Regions from separate parts of the Mus musculus genome. Here region 2 is linked to region 1. Evidence: chromatin contacts called from public HiChIP or PLAC-seq data. All regions are on one chromosome and are shown on one strand. Each heading gives the region's core, a stretch centred on a gene start, on an enhancer-like site or on the middle of the called end of the contact. The rest is flanking DNA. Distances are from core to core; before and after follow the strand shown. Region 1 holds the start of Fry (FRY microtubule binding protein). Region 2 overlaps Fry (FRY microtubule binding protein).

Region 1 (4,152 bases), core at 724-3,223:
CTCTAGGTATTGTACAACATAAAGCATAATTTCCCATCCTGAGTGAGGCACGGCAAAACCGGATAGAAAGAAGCAGGCTGTGGACTCGTCAAACAAGCTTAAAATCCACATCCTGATGTCACACTTGTAAGCGGGGGATTTTGTTGTTTGGTTGTTTGTTTTTCCATTGAGATAAACTGCTCTCTGGAGTGTCCAGTCTGTCAAATTATTTTCATTAATCAGAGGGTCACCAGACAAAGGAAGATTCGTATGTGAGTCTGTGAGTATGGAGTATCCGGAAAATGAACCCAAGTTAAAAGATTTATGGCTTCAACAAAGCAGCAGCACTACTCCCAAATGGCCTCCCGCTTGTACAGAAACACTCCAGACAAGCCCCCTAGTGCACAGTGGGGCTCCCTGAGCTGGGGAAAATGGCTTCTGTGGAGATCATCCACAGATGCAACCCCCAAATATCTTTGGACAGGCGCTTCAGCTTTCTCAAAACAATCTAGCCCAAGTTCTCTTGCCTAGGTTTGTTTACATAAAAAGGATTTTTAGCTACAGGTCATTCGTGGAGGATACGTTCGGTACCCCTCAGGGTTCCAGGTAGGTTAATTAGTATATACCCAATAAAATATAGAAAATAATTTTTAGAAACAAAATTTTAATGCAAAACAGTCGAGAGCGTCTAAAAGATCTGTCAGTCATTTGGCACAAAATCAGCACAAAAGCAGATGCATCAATAAGACTCTGTTTTTAAAGTGTGCAGAAAAATGCAAGGTATCCCTGAACATCTGAAAGGCCTCATTCTGATTTCTAACCCAGACCCAGGATGGCTTAGAGGTTGCCTTTTTGAAATAGTGAATTGCTAACAATTTTTATATAGGTCCGAAATGCAACTTCAGAACCATGATATTTTTATAGCCTAAGGAACCATCTGGGTCAGACCCATACTTGTTTACATTTCAGAAGCACGCTTGTACTAGAGCAACTAAGACCTCTAGAAGCTGGAACAGATAAACAGCCTTCTGAACACCATGCACAGGTACCAGGGATAGACCAAATGGATCTGCAGACCAGTTTGTGCCTAACAAAGATGAGTCTTAGGTTTTGGACTTCCAAGTCGTTTTCCCTCTTCAGACAATTACAATAATTGTCAATAATACAATAATTGTTAATAAGACAATTACAAAGTACTCTCTACCCTGCCACACCCCTTCGGCTAAGCTGCACTTCACAAAATATTTAGATGAAGCCTGAACACAGCAAACAAACACCAGGCAGGCAATGCAGCCTGGCATGCCGAACCTGCCCTCCCCAGAGTCAGAAGGGCCGCATCTCTGGAAATTCTAAGGAAAAAAAAATCTATTAATTTTATTGCAGCCTTCAAAGTTGAGCAGGGATAGTTCAGACACTGACGTTTTTGATTTTCACAGCAGATGGAGAGAGAGAGAGAGAGAGAGAGAAACTTCCTCAGCTCACAAACATATGTGTCCAGTTGAGATATGATTGCTCCAACCTTAGCAGCATCCAGAAAACAAAACCAAAAAAAAAATTATATATATATATATTTTCTATCACTCACCGTTACTCCAGGATTTCAGTAAATATTTGATACTGATTTCAAAGAAGCCGGAATCCTGCTGGCTGGCCATGTCTGCCTCATACAAAGAAGCCCCTAGGACTAGAAGCTGCAGTTGGAGGAGCAGGTACCGGGCGTGGAGATGTGCCTGTCACAGGTTAGTGATGTAAGCGAGGGTCAGAAGCAAACGGCCACGCTCCTCATTTAAAGGACACCGGGAGAGGGATGCTCAACCTCTTCTCCTCTTCCTCCTCCTCCGGGGCCAGGGCTGGCTTCTTATTTGCTGGGTGCTGATCTCCCTTGCAAGCCTTCAGAGGCAGAGGCCTCAGCCGCTTTCATTTCAGAGCTGACATAAGCAGCAATGCCTGCCTACTGCCTGCGGCCGCCCACATGCTCAGCCACAGCCAGGTATGGTGGCAGAGTCCCCACCCGCACTGTGAGCTGCTGCTGCACCCGGGTGGACAGATGTCTGGGCCTCCTGGCTGCCCACCCTGCAGCCCCCCGCTGAGGGATGGACTGAAGCCCCGCCCCCAGCCCCTTCCTTTCTCAACCTGAGCTCCCACCCAGCTTCCACCTCCCAGCTCGCTAGGGGAGGGACTAGGAATTTGCCAGCTGCCTGAGGCTCCTCGGTGCAGAAAGGTTGGCAGGCGGCAGCCCGGGGTGTGCTCGGGCTGCGATTTCCCCTTGTGTCTGTCCCTGAAAACACTCAACTGCGGCACTCTGCGGTAAGCCAGCTGCACCCTTGCATTTGGAAGCAGCGGCGTTTGGGGAGGGGTGTGTGAGTGTGTGTGTGTGTGTGTGTGTGTGTATGTGTGTGTGTGTGTGTGTGTATGGGGGGGGGGGGGGGGATTCTGTCATCGCTGCAACCGAGAAGCCAGACGCCTGCCTGCCTGGCCTTTCCTTCCTTCTCTGGGATGTGCAGACGGGGATCCGCATTTTGTGCAATACAGGCTTTTTGAGGGGCACCCTAGCCTCAAAGCCTGAAGGGAAGGAACACATGCTTAGTCGGCTTGCCTAGCGAACGCCCGGATTCCACCATGGACCGGTTTCTTCATGTTGTCATTTCTAAGACTCACACAGACCAACACACCTTATTTCATAAGCACGAAGGAGCTAGGATGCAAAGGCATTAGGCGCCTGCCTTCTCCTTAATTCTTGGTATCATGTGTCCTGATTTCAGTCGGCTTTGTTTCTCACAACTAATAGGCTTAGTGGAGGGATTAAATAAGAGAATTGTATTTTGACAACGATGGAACCTCTGTCAGGTGAGGTTTGACCAGCCATTTCGAAAGCCACTGGGCCCTCTTTTCCTCAGCATATCTATGACTGGAAGTTTCCAATAGAATGAATTATAATGTAGTAATTATTTAACGCCGCCGCCCCCCTCCCCCCCGCCCGGGCACACAAACGTACAAATTCCGTCCTCCAGCCAACACACAAACAAGACTTCCTAGTTCCTCTCCTAATTCATTCGAGAAACGAAAGGACAGTATACTTTTTTTTTTTCTAGCAAAGAACTTTAAAAACCAATTAAATGCCACTTCTAGAAATGTCCTGGTTTACCTGTGAATGTGGATATGGATACAGTACAGGATACACTCCTATACTCAATGCTTCAGCTTCCTGAAATCCTTCATCAGACTGAGGTCTCCCTAATTCACATGCATACTTCAGTGATGAGTTCATTTTTTTTTTAATCAGCTGTACCGAGAATGTACGAGATCTATGTAAAAGATGATTGGAAGGCTTTCCTTCAAAAATATCCATTAATAACTGGGTTGGCACTCCCCCATCTTACACAGCACTGAAAGAACAAGCCACAGGGGTACTGAGAAAAATGCTACATTGGCTCTCCCAGGGCCCCAGTCTCACCTGGCACCAGCTAGCTTCACTTGCATTGAAGCCTAAGGGAAATTATTAACTTTGCTAAACCTTGGACCCTCATTTATACAGTAGGCATACTCAATGCACCCATTTATACAGTGGGCATAATCAAGGCAACATTTCCTTGCACACAGCACTCTCATATTCCATTACTTAGTGAACCAATAGTAATAGTAAGTAGTGGGGGAGAGCAGGTTGTGATAAGCAAACAAGCTACTCTATATCGCCACTATAAATATTTATGGTTCGTTTGTTTTTGAGACAGGGTCTCTCTTTGTCTCCCTGGCTGTCCTGGAAATGACTATGTAGACCGCCTGACTCTACCACCTAAGTGCTGAGGTTACAGGTGTGCACCACCACACCCAGCCTTAAATACATAAACTTTTTACATCTTAATTTGGGACTTGAGAAAGGGCTCAGCTGTTCTTGAGGAGGACCCATATACAGTACCCAGCATCCCCAAACATCAGTAATTCTGGTTCCGGGGGTTGCAGCGCCTTCTTCTGGCCTCCACAGGTACTGCATGCACAGATACACATGCGGGCAAAACACTCGTATACATAAAGTAGAAATGAATAAATCCTTTAGAAAACTCCCAACACAGGTTTTAAAATTTTTCGGTGGTGCTCTGAGCCTACTTCCTGGTCACTCCATGCATTTCAAAGGAAACGATGATAAAGACTTAAAGCTAGTTAGGAGAAAAAAAA
Region 2 (4,152 bases), core at 1,030-3,529, 130 kb before region 1:
TGCCGGGGCTTTAGAAAACACCTGAACACTTACTTTCCCTTGTATGAAGGGATCCCAGCGATGATTTTTAAGAGGATACCTTATCTGTCCCTACGATATCAAGCCAATGTACTTCAAAACTTCTCTTAAAATATATATGTGTGAATTGATAAGTTCTCTCACTTTGTTGTCTTTTAAGTATCCACATCAATATTTAGGCAATACCAGTTTTCAAACAGCATATCCATTGTTCCAAAGCAGGGGTGGGGGGGATGCTTGCTCTTTTGTTAGGTATGTATGTATGTATGTATTTATATTTTTCGAGGCAGGGTTTCTCTGTGTAGCCCTGGCTGTCTTGGAACTCACTCTGTAGACCAGGCTGGCCTCGAATTCAGAGATTCTCCTGCCTCTGACTCCTGAGTGCTGGGATTAAAGACATGTGCCAAGACTGCGAGCCATTAGTTAGGCATTTATTGAGTGTTCTATTTCACCTGCTAGGGCCATGAACTCCCCTAGGTAAATGTTACAGATCTGTTTGGCCTTCATAAGTCACTGGGCTGGAAGGGGGCAGAACTGGACTTTCAGAGCCAGGGAGATGAGATCCTATCAAGTGGTCTCCCTAAACCTGGGTTCTGGGGAGATCACTGACTCTAGAGACAGACATCTCCTGCATTCATGACTAAGCAGCTGTAAGTAATCTCTCCTGATAGTCTTTGTGAATCAGATGGGTACAGAAATCCAACGCCTGTGCGTGCTCACCTGCTGAACAGAGTGCAGGATGCTGACCTGGTGACATGCTTAGGATCTGAGTCTAGCAAATACAGAAGAAAATGAGGATATATGACAGTCATCTACAGGAAAGGCAGATGTGCATGTATAAGAACTATAGGAGCCCTTCCACGTCGGGTTCTGACAACTGTAACATAAGAGAACGTATACGTCTTTATTCTGACTGTGCCTGGCCAATGGCCTTAGTGATTATCGTGATTGTGATTGCCCAAAATTAGCATTTTGTGTTCTGTGTCATGAAAGTCTGTGGAAAGTTTACAGATTCCACAATGCAGTCATTTGCATATGTGACAGGCATCAGTGCTAAGTACCAGCTAAGTGTGTTCTTCAGTGACCCCCCCCCCCTCCCCGCAGACTTCCCTGTTTGTGGAGCTGGAATGAATCCAAGACTGCTCACTGGACTTTTCTGTTTTAAAGGATAGATAGCTAAGCTGGGTAGTGGTGACACACGCTTTCCCAGCGAGGCAGAGGCAGGAGGATGTCTGTTAGCGTATGCAGCTAGAGGCTTACATTTAGCTAGTACTGTGGTAAAAAATCTGCCATGTTCTAAATACTTGTCATCTTAGGTTGTAGATCCTTTTCCTCCTCCTCCTCCTTCTTCTTTTTTTTTTTTTTTGAGACGAGCTCTCACTATATAGAGCAGGGTGGCCTAGAACTCAGAGATTCACTCGCCTCTGCTTCCCAAGTGCTCAGGTTAAAGGCATTTGTACCACACACCACAGGCTCAAGGTTCCATTCCTGGGTCTAGTTTTAGGTTTCTTAAGGGTCACCGGGGCCTTTGATCCCAGCATGCAGGAGGCAGAGGCAGGGAGATCTCTAAGTTCTAGGCCAGCCTGGTCTACAGAGCAAGTTCCAGGTTAGCTAGGGCTACACAGAGAAACCCATCTTGAAAAACAAAGTGTTGTGCCCTGAGCTAACCCCTGGCTTAATGCTTCTGAGTTTTAATAACTGTGAGGGTCAAAGGTACTAAAAATAAAACCATCCTGGGAACTATAAAGTAACACATAGTGGAACTTATGTATTGAGACTGCTGTAATACAAAATATTAAGTACAAAATTAAACAAAGATTATGTATTAAAAATAACAATTTAAGGCTAGTTATTTGAAATTGAAGTTTTCAAAAATATTTGAAAGTTCAAATTTTGTATGAAATTTTTTTTTCAGACCTGTCCTGTGCTATTTTTTGAAAAGCTAATCTTTCTTTCTTAGGTATCTGGGTCTCAGGTTATTAATCTGCCTTGAGAGGCTTGACACATAGGGTTTTTATTTGGCTCTGTTTTGAGAGAGAGGCTCAGGATTTATAACTGACATCAGATAGCATTGGGGACCACACGTCTGCTTACCGAATCTGAAACTGCCACATGAATGAAGCTTTCAAGAATGGAAGAACTCAGCTGATCCATGACATCAATCATTGGCCTGTCATCGTCCTGTACAAAGGAGGAGCCAGTTATACCCCATGGGAAACGTGTCCTTCCCACCGTCCCCACAACCTTCATCCCAGGACATGAAGCAGAGCAGCCTGCCAGACAGTGATAACAGTTTTCTCACAGAGACAGGAAAGAGAAGGCAGGGACTAAAACAACCCTTTGGTCCCGAGGATAGACAGACTTTTGATTTCCAGCGCAAGATAATTAAAGCTCCAGTTTCAAATACTTGCTCATACTCCAGAATCTAAATGCCAGTACTGTATATTAGTCTCGGAGACACTCACACTTCTGGGATAAGCTTAAGGGGCAGGAGCCCTGCCTGCAGGAACATACCTCGCTGGGACACTAAAATGATCTTATTTGAGGTCACTGGCTTACCAGGATAGCTGACAACGTGGCCTGTGATTGAATTTTAGTCCAAAGAAAACACACAGTAGACAAGCCCTGTACCCCATGCTTCCCATGTGCAGTGCAGCCTTGCCTCTTATCTTGGGAGGCCACATTTTCTTCCGCCACCATCGAAACCAAGGTGTTTGTTTTGGCGTCATGATGTTTTAAAGAGGATGTATTACGTTTTCTAGTTTATTCTCTATGTGTGGCAGCTTCTTAATTAGATGTATGTCAGATGCTGAGAGGAATGACCCACAACCAAATTAATCTTAAAATTCTTGGTAAAGTGGGGTCATTTAGGAACTTAGAAGTGGTCTCTTCTGTCACTGTCAGAATATAGGATTTGCTTCTACTAGATTAAAGATGCCACTGTGCCCATAAATCTCACAATATGGTTACACAGTGACAATACCAGCTGATAGTCCAGCGTGGCTGGGAAGTTCCACAAGGCCCCACCCCTGGTAGAGAGCTACAGGTAGTTAACGGCTGTTGAGAAAGATAATTAGTCTTCTCTATACACAAATCTCCCATAGGTTATCTGATCCTAAACGGTCAGCCCTAAGCACATGCATATTAGCAATACTAAATGGACTAGTAGGCTGGACTTTCACACTATATATATTATATGTGTGTGTGTATCATATGTATGTTTATGTGTGTATGTATATATATATGTGTGTGTGTGTTTAAAAAGAGAAGATAGTGAAATTGGGGGGGTATGGATTGGAGCCAAGAGAGTGTTGTATGGAAATACAGTATGAAATTTGGAAATAAAGTTTAAAAAAAAAGAAGCAGCAGAAAAGACCCAGGTTCAGTTCCCAGCACCCACACGGCAGTTCACGACTGCCTGCAACTCCAGTGCCAGCAGATTTAATGACTTCTTCTGGCTCGCAAGGACCCTGAATGTACATGGTACACGTGCTTGGGTGGAAAATACTTGTGCACAGAAAATAACAAGAAATGCAATCTTAAAAGGTGGTTTACTTAAGATTTTAAAAAGAATTCTGTTATAGCCTGGGAATGCATGTCTTTAATCCCAGAATTTAGGAAGCTGAGCCAGACAGAACTCTGTGAGTTCAAGGCCTACGGACCCTGTCCTCAAAACAAAATAAAGCAAAAACAGATAAACAAACCAAACGAAACTACAGCCACTATCTAATTAAAAACCCAACAATGTATCAACAACAAAGTCCTTGCCCTACACATATTAGGTACCCCCAATAGTACTGTGTTATTTCTAGTCTTTGATCCATAGCTGTTGAAGGGAGACTCCTGGAGAACACCCCGTACCTCGGGCTGACCCAGGGCCAGGAAGAGAGCTCGGATCTCCTTGAGTATCAGCACCGACAGCTTGCGTGTGGCCACCTGGAAGCTGCAGAGCAAGACGAGAGCGAAGCCTTCCACAGCATGGAGGACACTGCAGTGCGGGCCTCGTTCTGACTGCATACGGTGGCTGGAGCCGTTGGGAATGAGCTGTCGTGCAAGAAGAACATTCCAGGGTCAGCAGCAAGATAACAAGGGAGAAATACAGGCTTTCTGCACATTTAGTTTCATAAAATTAAA

Evidence for each region. HiChIP or PLAC-seq counts read pairs in DNA pulled down with a chosen protein or histone mark.
Region 2: an H3K27ac HiChIP or PLAC-seq map of heart atrium shows a contact between it and region 1, with 5 times the contacts expected there. The contact joins the enhancer-like site here to the promoter of Fry in region 1. A contact is called at or near these places in 2 of 484 Hi-C or Micro-C datasets (both in embryonic stem cells), 6 of 115 datasets of contacts at active chromatin or transcription factors (embryonic forebrain, embryonic stem cells, forebrain and 3 more) and 4 of 9 other capture datasets (adipose tissue, embryonic stem cells, liver and 1 more).

The regions. Positions count from the first base shown.
Region 1 is chr5:150,257,751-150,261,902 of GRCm38.p6, reverse strand. It overlaps Fry (FRY microtubule binding protein), which reads right to left and starts at 1,973. Exons shown (of 61, transcript NM_172887.2): 1 at 1,565-1,973. The coding sequence starts at 1,634.
Region 2 is chr5:150,388,683-150,392,834 of GRCm38.p6, reverse strand. Fry (FRY microtubule binding protein) reads right to left here. Exons shown (of 61, transcript NM_172887.2): 19 at 3,880-4,062; 20 at 2,113-2,199. Among named protein-coding and RNA genes, the nearest start is that of Gm36299, 17 kb to the left of the region's middle. Within about 2 kb of position 2,279, at least 21 of the 459 cell types and tissues checked have an H3K27ac peak or open chromatin away from gene starts, as enhancers often do. A contact at or near this core is called in heart atrium, where this site is marked.